Linked DNA regions of Rattus norvegicus: region 1 is linked to region 2. A link is a contact called in public Hi-C data. All regions are on one chromosome and are shown on one strand. The core of a region is the stretch at or near the end of the contact, and the rest is flanking DNA. Distances in the headings are between cores, read along the strand shown. Region 1 overlaps Nfia (nuclear factor I/A). Region 2 holds the start of Nfia (nuclear factor I/A).

Region 1 (6,713 bases), core at 4,010-6,509, 68 kb before region 2:
CAAGCACAGTTGGGGTGCAGGGTAATATCAAAGAGCTAATAATGATGGTAGCCACTAGTCATTGTGACTGGAAATCTAGACAATATGCTAAGTAAATACCTTATCAATACTATGACACCAAATGCCTCATAAAACCAACTGATAAGTCTTGTAAGTCTCAGGTCAGTGCAGAATGCTTGCCTGACATTTAAAAGACCTTGGGTTCCATTCCCCTGAAAATAAATAAATAATCAAAATTTGGGGAAAGGAACAGAGCTAAAACCACATGGTAATAGTCACATACCTTAACTCTGACGACAAAACACATGAATCTAAATCACACATGTACTGTCTGCATATGATCAAAAGTACCCGATGTTTTTGAGAAATTTTTCATAAAATATCTCAGACCCCGTGTCTCATTTCTATGTAACTGCATCTTAACATAAATATTAGGTCAAATATTTGATTTTTAATGCCTACTAATGTAAGTCTAGATTCCGGTATCGGATTTTTTTTTTTTAAAGGCACTTCCTTCTTAAGTGTAACTGACCTGATGCAGTAAATTCTTGAGATTTGAAAGTGACTCATTTCCAAAGCTCCACACATTAGCAGCTGGTATTATTCAATCTGAGATTTAAATTTATAATGTACTCTTGATAATGTGCTCGCAATACATCTTTCACTTCTCTAGCTTTTGAATGACACTAGATAAAAGATCTTTAGGGTATAAATATTTTATATAAACTTTCACTCTGTTTTTCTTCAGCCATCTTCCATTTGCAAACACTAGGCATCAGGCAAAAATATACTAAAGGTTAAGAGAGTTATGGATTGTGTCGGGGGAGGGGGTGCGATTGAGAACGGCTGCCCTATTCCGCTGCAGCTGCAGACACTGCAGACACCTAATACTGGCTAACAAGAGGGTCCACCCTCAACGGGGTCCGACTGAAAGTGCTGTTTTTCCTTGCAGTGGATAAGGAGACAGGAACTGACTAACTTTCCACCATCATGTCCTGTGACACCCTGGGCTTGCACAGGACAGTGTCTTTGGGACCTGTGCTGGATTACTTCCCAGAACAGTAGGGATGCAGCCATCCCACCTGGGTGGCCACAGAAGATTTCAGAACACCTAGACCAACTCTTCACATTTGGAAACCATGGAGAGTTGAACCACCCAAATTTTCCTGGCAGATTTCCGGACTGTCCTCACAGACTGTTCCAGGTCTAGTTCCAGGAAATGTGGTCTGGCACCCTGGAGTCCTCCGTTTACTCCAGAAGCAAACCTCAGGCTCCCGACACGCGTGTGTCAGAGGCTGCATAGAACAAGGCTTCCAGAGAGCTTGCTCCGGCCACTTTCCTTCTAACTGGGCCTCCTCTGGGAGAAAAAAGCAGGAAGCCCGAAACTTACAGACATCCAGCACCTCTACGTCTCTGTAACATACACAATCCTCCATGAACTTGGTTCTGGAGAAGATAGTCCTGTTTACAGATGATTTGAAAAGCTGGATACAATCTTTTATAAGGGTTTTAGCAAATGCAGATCTCTATGACTATAAATTTGCAAAGCTGCTTACATTTGCCACTTTAATGACTTGTTTTTATACGCACCCCTTTCGGAGAGAAATCTGTAATTTGTTACTAATAGTCTTACATGCAGCAACATGACTTAATCTTTTTTCCTGCCAGATCACTAAGAACACAAAATAGTGTCAAAGTATCCCAGTGCAGCGAGCACAGAAAGTATTTAGGAATCTAAGTGTATAGGATCTGTGCACAAAATATATTCAAATATGCACAACTATGTAGCCTATATATCATCTATCTATGATCTTATCTATGATCTATCATCTATCTATCATCTATCTATCTATAGGATCTGTGCACAAAATATATACAAATATACACAAATATGTAACCTATCTATCTATCTATGATCTTATCTATGATCTATCATCTATCTATCATCTATCATCTATCTATCTATCATCTATCTATCTATAGGATCTGTGCACAAAATATATACAAATATACACAAATATGTAACCTATCTATCTATCTATGATCTTATCTATGATCTATGATCTATCTATCATCTATCATCTATCTATCTATAGGATCTGTGCACAAAATATATACAAATATACACAAATATGTAATCTATCTATCTATCTGTCTATCTATCTATGATCTTATCTATGATCTATCATCTATCTATTTATCAGCTATCATCTATCTATCATCTATCTATCTATCTACCTATCTATCTATCTATCTATCTATCTATCTATCTATCTATCTATCTATCTATGGATTCTCACACTATGATCGAACCTCAGCTGGTCTCACAGTGTGTTCAAGCCCCCTTGCCATCAACTACCAACTAACACATCTCATATGCATCTACTTCCCACTCTGAGGTATTGTCTGCTCTGGATGTCTGCTACCCTGGTATAGAAATTCAGAGTTCTATCTAGAACAGACTGTAGACTTACGGGTCTGCTCTGTGCATGAAGACAATGGACTTAAGTGCTTGTACTTTATTAAATTTAATCAGACAAGCAGAGACTGGCCCTGCACACACACACACACACACACACACACACACACACACACACACACACAATTTATGAACGTAACAACAAAATTGTGACTTGTGAGGTGTATTTGAGAAGGGAAAACATGCGTTTTCCTTTCTCAGCCCTCATTATGAGAGTCTGTGAAAGCATTTGAAAACTCCAAGGAATGGGAGCTGGTGCAGCCGACAGGAAACGGGGGGTTGATGAGGAAGATGGTGGAGAACCTCCTCCATCTGGACAGTCACGTGTGTGGGCCACTGAGACAGCCCCAAAGCTAAGACACACCAGAAATATGGGCCAAGAATAGTGACAATTTTCAGAGAAGGAAGTCTTTGCTCCCACCTGCAAACTCAGTTCTCTCTGCCAAGCACTCTGTGCGACACTACTGAAGTCTTGTCTACTCGGAAGAGTCTATAGATGGTGTAACTAGGCACGACCCTGGTGAAGCATCAGGAACAAGGCTTAACTATCCTATTTCGAAGTCCGATGGCACTGCAGCATGATTCTGGAAATATAGCTGCATTAAAAATCCCGCAAACTCTCCTTACAAAGCAGAGCGCTGGGCCTCACCTACTTTCCGTTGCCCTTCCATACCCAGGAAGGGGCTCGGAACTTGCGTCTACAGATAACTTCCAAATGCCAGAGCTGAACTGCTTTTGCCAGGACATTGTGAGAACTGCTACCTGCGGTCACATCTGATGAGACAAGAGGGAACCAGAGGGTCCTAATGATTTGTCCAAAAGTGTAAATCCTGTGTCAGGAAGAGGAATTCCAAAACCTCTCTCTCCCTCTCAGTGTGACACTTCCCATTACAGAATAGCTCATGCTGATTGGAAGAAGGTATCTGAGAAATGTCTTCATCTACAAAGATCCTGGCTGCCATGCGTCTTAGAATTTCATCTTCCTTGTCTGGTTTTATTCCCCTTAACAACCCATTGAGACTGGCAGGACAAAGAGATAATCAACATCCCCACTACAGAGATTAGAAAACTGAGGTGCTGGTGTGTTACAAGCACAGCCAAAGACACCAAGTTGGCCGAGCAGGCAGCACAGACCGCTAGTAAGCTAGCGAGAAGTGTGCGGTGGAATCGGCCTGCAGCTGGCAGAGCCCGGATCCCAAAGCCAGCCTGGAAAGGGTGCCCCTGACCTCCCAGGTCAGGCTTTGCTTCTCTCCCCTGTTCTCCCACTTGCTGAGACTGCTGCTCAACATCATACTTTGATTTGGCTCCCACCACGACCTAAATAAGCAGTTAATTCGCACATGTAAGAATGCTTACAATAGTTTGTCCTTAAAAGTATCATTAGGTTAGGTTACTTTTAATGCCAGGCTTGGTGACTCAGTTGTCATTTTCTTGACTAGTGCCTATAGGGTCCTATGAACTGATTCCTCTGAGAGGAAGATGGGACAAAAGGAAAGAAACAAGACAGTGACCAATGCATTCAATTAGTTACAGTCTAATTCTAGCACCATGAGAAAGATCAGACACAAGGCAACTACTTCCGGGTGGCTAGTAAGTTCAGGCAGGCACAGAACAGATGCTCTGAAGACACCTGGGCAAACAAGCACAATAAACTGGCAGCTCACAGACAAAAGTATTTAAACAGCGTTGGGATGTCCAGCCAAGGAGACAGCCTTACTTCTTCATACAGGAAGTCTTGTATAGATCAGTTTCTCTAATGAGCACCTCACTACATGCCAACCAAAGGTTAACTCTATGGTTACTGGAAGCTTTGAAACTTGTATAGGAATTTATTTTCTACAACTTTTCAAATCAATTAGATTATCTGCTAAACAGAAACCAGAATGCAGATCTGGTGCCCTTGTGAAAAGCTGATTAATTCAGCTGGACAAAATATAAATTCCAAGTATTTCTTCCAAACTATATTAATGCAAAGCAGTTAGAATAGTAAATACAAAAGCGAATGCATGGGACTTTAGGCTGTTTGTTGCTTTGAGCAATTTCGGAACTGCTTTGTGCAAATAAATGATTAGCTAATCAGGGTTGTAAGATTCCAATCATTAAAATTAATGCTGAAGACACAGAGGCAACTATTTCTAGCATCTGAGCAGACTAGTATATTATGTAGAACTCTCTGCCGTGCAAACATTTTTCAAAGAAACGTGAGTTTCTATTAAAAATAACATTTTCCTAGTTGAAAAACTAGAAAGGTGGTTGGGCTTAAGGATGTTGCTCAGGGTTAGTAAGCTTGCCCAGAATTCAGTTGGTGGGCACCACCACCACCACCACCGCAATAATAATAATAATAATAACAATAATAAGGTTAATTAATAAAACTGGTAAGTGATTAACAGAGCCCACACTCTTAACCATATCTCTGAAAGATGAAAAGACTTTTCTGTCATGAGCCTGTAGTCTCACCATTTAAGAAAGATCAGCTCTTATGGCTGGTGATTCCCCGGCCTCAGCTGAGCTAATCTGTCACAGACACATCTTTAATTTTCCTTTTATTTCTCTGTGAGATACGCAAAGCTGTTAGCGGTTTATTCCTCTGAAACCTGGGGATTCGTGTAAATAACTTTTAACGCGGTATCTCAGGGAACAATTTCCAGAGTAGCGCTGTGGCATAATGCAATTCAAAGTTGTGCTTGATTTAAATGTTTAAAGTCCAACCACAGTGTCAGCCTGACCAGAGAAATCTCTTACAAAGTTTCACACTCCGCTGGGTTAAGAGACAGTGGGTATTAATCCTATGGCTTCTACACCAAGCTTCCTTTTTGTGGTCAGCAGAGAGGCTATGTGGTTGGTCTGAAGGAGTCCAAAGTCTTTTTTTCTGTGTTAAAACAAGGGAAAGTGGGCCGCTGACAGAGTGAAAGAAAAACCACAGCCAGCTCTCTCTGCTGTAGCTTTACCCTTAAATGTGGCCTCGAGCTATTCTGCTTTCCAAAAAAAGGTTTAATTTAAACCATACACAGGGCTGCAGGCTGCCACGTTTCCAAACTCAACATTCCTCTCAAATCTGTGCTCTTCAGAACCAGAGTACATTCTCTCCAGCGCTACTCAGACATGCTTTGATAAATAAAATATCACTGCCCATCCATTACTTAATTTGATAATAATATGCCCTTTCCCCTTCCTCTATTGACATTATTCTAAGTGCTTATTCAAGTGTGTTGAATGGCTGTAAACATCACCTGTGAAATACAGTTGTGTTCTCTTTTGGGAGGCAGAAGAAAGGCAAGAAGGCGCAACAAAGTGAGGGGGACATAGGGACCTTATCAAGTGGCCCAGAGCCCGTGAAAACCACCGTGATGCAAAGCAACTATATGGATCTCAAAAAGTCTGTTGTATTTTTTTTTTTTAAAGAAACATTACAAGGCCATCCTGTTTTCCTATTCCCTTGACATCAGAATCTAGTCTGTCATTCCAAACACTACCAGGAGAGATTCCAGTCACCCCGGCACTGAAAGCAGCTCGAGCCACATGCCCAAGACAAGTCATGGCGGGATCAGTGTGGCTGACCACCAGGCTGACCATGGTGAACAGGGTGAATGCTCCGCGGTTGGGGAGCTTTAATTTTTTGCCCCAGTGTATTCACTTGTATGTTCATTAGGAACTGCGGCCCCAGCAGGCAGCCCAGCACAAGGTTTTCTATGTGAGCCACCGTGCTCTATTATACATGACACTTGTCAATTAAAGAGGAAACCCTTTTAAAGCAAACTGAAGTTAAGCTGGTACTTTCTTCAACATCTGATTTACCGCTGCTGTTATCGTCCAAAGGGAAGTTTGTTTTAGAACAATGATAGCAGCAGTAATCCCCCCATTTCAGTAGTGAGGGATTTAAACACATTCAGGGCACCGGGGACCGGTCAAAAGGCTCCTTTCAGCAGAACTATGTATTTTCAGTGGCAAAAGGGACGGTCTCATGATAGGATAACTGCCAACGGTGGACAATGTTTTAGGCTAACGGTTAAGAGAATATCATTTTAAACTACCTGGGATAATACAAACGTGGCACAATGGATCAATGAGATCTGTAGTCCGTAAACGCTCTCCCAAATAATGGAATCCATTAATAACCATTATAGCCTCAGAGCTTTGGCCACAAAAGTAATGCCCAGCGCTACATCTCGACGGTCTCTAATAAATACATTCAAGTCCTGCAAAAGGAAGAAAACCATAACAGAGCAACTGA
Region 2 (6,669 bases), core at 2,515-5,014:
ATCAAGGTTCTTTAGAGTAAGTGTCTAATAGTATAATGAGTATTTAATTGTTATAATATTTGGCTTTTCCCTCTTTCTGCACAAATTTTAGGCTCCATGGCTCAAGTTCATTTTTGAAACTTGGTCTTTTACAAAATAAGGATCAAAAAAGAAGTAGTGAGCTTTGGTTAACACATGTGCATTTTCAAGTTAGGGGGGAAAAAAGAACAAAATACAAGAATGATATTATTCTTTACCATAAACCATTAGCATTTTCAAGCTGTGTGGTGTTTGAGAATCTTTATTCCTTTGGAAGAAAAGTCGCAGTTTATCCGCTAAGGTGCACGCCAAGCCACAAAGCATTAAACATTACTACATTCTGAGCTCATCCTTGAAATGTTCTAAAACACTTAAACTTTACGTATTTCATACTGACTGACATCCAGATGTATACAGGGTAGCCTGGAGACCAAGGCTCTGTGGCATTATGAAAAGAATCCCTGAAGTCGACCTCAAGCTGCACAGTGAGCTTTCTCCAAAAGGAGGCTTTCATTTTGAAGACTCAGCTCCATTCTATAATGCACGTAGCTCGAAATATAACATATCCGTGCCAAGGCTTTACCTTATTAATGACGATAAACAGGTTAAATAACAACTTGTGTCTATGAGCCCAAAGATCCTCCCAAAATACTTCTTAAAAGCTGCAAACTGCAGCAGTTCACGCTCGGAAGCATTGCGTTCACCTGCCAACCAATGTCCATAATATCACTTCATAAAAAGAATAAATAAACTGAAAATAAGGTCAGCTGGTCATCATGGACAGTCTGTGTCCCCAGCTTTGCATCAGAGGTATTTACAATAAATTATTCCCCCAAAAGGTCTCTAGGATGCAAATAAAAGTACACAGCATTTTATATAACTTTACTCACATGACCATTATACTTAGTCAACCTATTGACAGAAATATCTCCCCAAACATCCAAACTTTTCAAAAAAGAAAAAAAAGAAAAGAAAAGAAAAAAATTACAGGAAATGTCCGAGGAAAGCATAAATGATCCAGGGGGCGGGTAGTGGAGGGTATGTCCTCATGGATCATGTTGCTGAACAAAACGCCATAAACTGAGCATTATTTCCAAAAAATATTGAAGAGAAAAAGTAATATTTTACAGACATAGTTGATGAGAATGTTACAGATCACCAGGAAAAATAAACCTGTGGACCTGCTTCAAAGCCGCGTTACTATGAACCAGCATCGAAAATGTGGATCTGTTTGAAAACAGGCCAAGTTTAAGAGCCACAGAATAGTGGTAGTGCTGGAAACTACTTTTTTTTTTTAAGGTTTACTCATAAATTTCTGCTGAACTGTCAGTATTTAGGCAGGTCCCTGAGTTGGTTGTGATATGCCCATCCTCAGTCATAAGAAGAGGCCTGGCATTCTCAAGGTAAAGCCCCTTCAAAGTGCACACAAGCAAGCTGAGTTTACTCTCAGAGCACATTGGTCACCATGCTTACTGGATCTTTTTTTTTTTTTAAACGAGCAATAAACGGTCCACGTTTTTCTTTCTGAAACTGGCTCTAACATATTATAAATATTCCAGAAAGTTAAATAAATTGTAAATCAGCTTTTAAAGACCCTCTCATAAAACACACGAGCCTTTATTCCCTGTTTATTGTACGTTTTTCTTCACAAACTGCTACACCAAATAAGCGGTTCTCTTAGTGGTGTGAAGGCCCAGCGAATGCGTCAATCAAAGCTGCCAAGTGTGTAGGAGGGAGAAAAGAGAAGGGAAGAAAAAAAAAACTTTCTTAATGTGATAATAACTCAAGAGAAGCTAACCTTGTTAAGTCCCTGACTGTGCCCGAGGCCTGCATGGATTCGCAGGTATGCTCCTGAAATACACAACCCCAGACCAGAACTTTGATCTTTTCAAATCTCGCTCAAGAAGACAACGCTGTATCCATGAGGGTCTTTCTCGCCATTGCAGCATGCTGGTATTACCTACAAGTCCTATGTGTTGCAAACTTTTGCCAGCTAGAATTTCACCCTTCGAATCTCAGCACTTTCACTGCAGACTATAATTCATTCAAATTATCTTACACTTTGCATCTTATCCATATGCAATTGTGAACCTTGCCAGAAGTGGTTGGAGAAGTTTCATTCCATTCTTCCACAAGTTACTAAAATAGTAACTTTGGAAGTTGCGGGGAGGGGTGGACTTTTACAATAACTAAAACAACTGCTATCCATTATTAATGTGAGGCCTAAATCCCAAACAGACCATCTCCACATAAAAGATGCATTTAAGAGTCTTCTGAGATCAAATAGCCAGTGTTATTACTGTTAGATACTGCAGTAAGAAGGGAAGTCATATGGGAAATAAATCCGAATCTACAGTGGAGAGGAAAAGCTACTGATACGTCCAGCCTTCCAAAGTATTCCCGGTAAACCGTTACTCCAGCTCATTGAAGGCACAGTGGTAGCAGGGTTTTGAGGGAGTCGTGAAGAAGCATATAACTTCATGTAGGTGACTGCTGGTCAGGGTGCAATGGTTTAAACCCATATAAAGACTCGTGCTTAAAGAGAAAAAATTAGCGCAAATCACTCTGACTTTATGCCTTTTAGTCAGAGAAAATAAATAATATATTCAAACGGGACTAGATCCGGAGCCGCAAAATAGCAGTGTTTCCTTACTGCTGGTGCAGACTAGACCGGGAGGGATGGGCTGGGAGGCTCGGGCAAGAGGGGCAGGCGGAGGGGCGCCAGGCCCCACGCTGCGAGTGGGGCTGCACGGAAAGTTGCCGGGTCCTGCTTGCTGAGCCGCCTGGGGCTTGCCTAGGCGGCGGCGGCGGCGGAGCAGCCGACTCCGGCCCTGGCCGCCGCTCGCCCTCGAGCCGGAGCCCCACTCCGCCCGCAGCGGCCCAGCCCGGCCCGACCCGCGGCCTCGGCGGCTCTCTGGCCTGCGCGGCGTGGGCTCGCCGGATCCTTAAACTTTCGCCTGGGGGTCGCGGGCTGGAGGCGAGGGACAACAAGGTCCTGGGCCGGCGCCGGGCGTGAGTCTACGCAGCCCACGGGCGAAGGCTCGCACCGCCCGCCGCGTCCGAGGGGCGCTGCCCGGGCCGGCCCGCAAAGCTGGCACAAAACAAAAGTAAGAGTTCGGGGCGTCGGCGGGGGGCGCGGCGGCGCGGGAGGACACTGGCAGCCAGAGCGCCAGGGTGCAGCCGGCGTGCGGGGTTTGCGGGGCTCAGCCGCCCCTCCCTGGAGCGGAGGAATCGCGGGCACCGCGCTCCGCGCCGCAGACACCGAGTCCAGATTGCAGCGTGTCAGGGGCTGCAGCGGCGGACACACGTGCGGGGCTCCCGCAAGACCCGGCGCTCCGCAGTCCGGCGCCCCGATATTAATTAACGCATTAATAAGAGGGCGCCATTAGCCATGTGCCCACACAAATGGCCGAGCCGGAGGAATGCACCCGCATGGAAACAAAGTTACTTTCTTAAAGCTGCAGCCCCCCACCCCCCCGCACACGCGCGCGCACACACAGAAACACGCGCAGACACGACTCCCGCCGAGGCACACGGCCGCCCCGCGCCCCCGCAGCTGCTTACCTGGGTGAGACAGAGCGGAGAATACATAACTGCCGGGCGGCGGGGGGTGCGTGCACGTCTGTGTGCGGGCTGGAGGTGTGCGTGAGTGTGGGTGCGAGAGGGAGAGAGAGGAGGAGAGAGCTAGGAGAGGGGGGAGGAAAAAAAAATCAAGCCTGCTTCTTGCGTTCACATTTCCAACTCGGCTCAACTGCAGCAGCCAGCGCTCTTGCCGCTCCACGCGCTGAACTTTAACCCCGCCTAGAGTTTCCCTACACTCCACTATACTGTCTACTGTACGCGGGCGTTAAAGGCATAGCGCACCCTTTCCCGCTCCCGCGCCGGCCGGCCGGGTGCCCGCGAGCTGCCCGCGCGCCCGCCTGCGCCGCGTTCTGCACCGCACCGCACGGCCGCCGCCCGCTCGCGCCGCCGCCGCGGGGGGGTGGGGGTGGGGGGGATGGGGTGGGGTGGGGTGGGGGGAGCCGGGTGGGGGAGGGGCGGCTGCGGCGCTGACACCGGTCCCCAGTCTGCACGGCCGCCCGCCCGCCGCTTGCTCCGCGCTCGCTGCCTCCCGCGGCCCCCGCCCCCGCCCCGCTCGGCGCGGTCCCGGGAACGCGGCGCGGAGCGGTTTTCAGCGTGTCCTCCGGGCGGCTATAGGCTGCCACAGGATGTGCTTAAGCAAACAAAACTACTTTTCCTCCTCCCCATCCCCCCACCCGCGCCGCAGCCCTCCGCGGACGTCGGTAGACGATTGGGGCAACTTTGTCCGGGCGCCCCGCACCCCCGTGGGCCGCCGGGTGGGCTCCCTAGGAACCTCAGAGAAGGGCGCGCGGTACATTTGCATGTATGCAAATTTCTTGTAAAAATCAGACCTTCTAGGTAACTTTTCCCCCCTTCCTCTGAAATGCGGTAAAGCTCAAAGCATTGTAATCTCTCCTGCGAAGCTTTCTGTGGGAATAGTGTCGTCCGCAGAGGTAATATGCACAAAAGCCTACTAACTTTACAGCTACGGCCCCATAGCAGTCAGAATCTGGGTGCGGGGGACTAGTAAGATCACCCCAAAGCGTCCCCAGATTGCGGGGGGGGGGGGGAATCTGGAAAAAGGAAGGCGGAGAGTCGTGAGCGACCGCTCTTCTCTTCCAGAACTCAGGAGCTGGTGGGTTTGAACACAAACGCCCAAAAAAGTTCTGTCACGTCAGAAACAACAGTGGTTTAGCTGGGACATTTTTTCTGTATAACTGAGAAGGAAAACCGTGAAAGAGTTACCCCCTTAGAAAAGGGATATGTTTGTATCCCCAAATGGGAGCCCAGGACTAGACATGGGCTAACATTTGAGTCCCCTGTTCCCCAGACACACGCTAGAAGGGTACCTTGTTTGGATCCCCACTTTTCCCTCCCCCAGGTAAGAGTTCTCAAGATGGAAAAGAGCTTCCTGCAATTATTTTAGGTTTGCTAAAAGTATTGTTTTGGCGAGGGGGGGCGGTTTTAGGGTTTGGCACGTTGCCAACAAGCCTGTTCTTCCAGCTTTTTCTTCTTTCCTTCCTTCCTTCCTTCCTTCTTTCTTTTTTTTTTTTAAAGAAAAAACTTAACACTTTCTCATTAGACTCTCTTTTCTCCTAGAGGGGGAAAAACTATATCTGTCTCCTCCAAACTCCCATTTTCTCCTCCTTTCATTCCTGAAGTTTTGCAGCAGTCTTCTGTATTTACCAACCCTTCTTTAAAACTCCCCCAGATTCCGACACTGGCACACAGATCAGGAGTCTGCTCCCTGGCAGAGGTGACAGGGCTAGAGTCTACATGCATGCCCACCCGACAGAAGAGAGTGAGGGAGTATGATCACTTTCATTCAGATTTTTTTTTCCCCCTGGGTGGGTTAGAATGCTACTAGAAAATTCTGCTGCAGACCGTCGGGCAGTCTAAAGTTTTGTTTGTTCTCTAGCCCGTTTAGGGCTAATGCCCAAGAATCCATTCTTTCCCACCCACCCCCTGCTCTTGAATATTCTTGGAATACATATTATTCCGATTACATATTAAGGATTGAAGGAAATAACTTCAACCTTTAGTTAGGACGTCCATTTTCCCAAACTAAGCAACTGCTTTTCCTTGGTTCCTCGAGGCTTTCAGTAAGGAAGAAGTGTCCTCCAAGCTAAGAGGAGTTAGAGAAGCATTCCTGGCCACGAAACCCTTTGCTGGGATCTATAACTTCAAGACTCTCCAAGTTTCCTCGACAGAAGTTTCTGGCTGAGGGACCCAACATGTAACTGAGGCACAGTGACAAGTTATTGTCCCGTGTGTGTGCTCTGGGGAAGCTCTCTTCCAAAGTGGATTTTTGTGTGTGTGTGTGTATAGATACACTTCACATCTGCCTCTTTTCAAAACAGCAAAGAATTTTACTTTTGATTCTCAAGGGGATTTTTTTTTTAAATAACTGCCTGTCGCCATGTCTTCTTTTTTTTTTAAATGGGGGAAAGTAACTGAATGCTGATATTTCCACTTTAGAAACTTCTTTTGTTGCAGCAGTGGATGTGCCGGCGATTTCCAGCATTCTGCGGTTAGCAATATTATCTTAAGTAACTTTTGGCGCCCTTCGTAAGACTTTTGGATATGGGACGATTGTTTGCGCCCTCTAGGCAAGGGCTGGATCCAAGTTCAGCACCAAAGCCCTCCACATCCGCTCCTGCTTTCTCTCCTATCTGTGCCAGCTCCCGCTCCCTCCCCCGCTCCGGAGGAGGGTAGAAGGCGGGGGAACACTACAAAGCCCAGTTCCAACTACAGCCTTTGCAAACTAGACTGAGAAAAATACCGTAGAAGAGTTACAGTTACAGAATGGCTTCTGGTAACTTTCTCTCCAACAGGCATAAATTTAAACACACAAAGAAACAGATGTTCCTCAGAGGACAGACCCGGGATAAAAAGCATTTCTAACTTTCTCCTCTCTTCTGGGTTGCAAAAGTAAATCCTTGTCTAGAGTTCACCAGAGATACTAAGAGAGGGAGAGGAAGGAAGATCTGGGAAAGAGAGGGGGGAGGGAAAGGAGGGGCAAAGAGAAGGGAGAAGAGAGAGAGTGTGTAGGAAACGCAGGTGATGTATGAAAACTAGTTTATTGCAATC

What was found. A called contact is a pair of places that touch in the nucleus more often than the background predicts.
Region 1: a Hi-C map of liver shows a contact between it and region 2, with 2.3 times the contacts expected there. The contact joins the enhancer-like site here to the promoter of Nfia in region 2. A contact is called at or near these places in 3 of 12 Hi-C or Micro-C datasets (kidney, liver and mammary epithelial cells).

What each region holds. Positions count from the first base shown.
Region 1 is chr5:117,623,332-117,630,044 of GRCr8, reverse strand. All of the region lies in intron 2 of Nfia (nuclear factor I/A), which reads right to left. Among named protein-coding and RNA genes, the nearest start is that of Nfia, 69 kb to the right of the region's middle. Within about 2 kb of position 5,259, at least 4 of the 93 cell types and tissues checked have an H3K27ac peak or open chromatin away from gene starts, as enhancers often do. A contact at or near this core is called in liver, where this site is marked.
Region 2 is chr5:117,554,375-117,561,043 of GRCr8, reverse strand. It overlaps Nfia (nuclear factor I/A), which reads right to left and starts at 3,764. Exons shown (of 11, transcript NM_012988.2): 1 at 3,583-3,764. The coding sequence starts at 3,609. It overlaps LOC120103114 (a long non-coding RNA gene), which reads left to right and starts at 430. Exons shown (of 3, transcript XR_010066547.1): 1 at 430-3,125.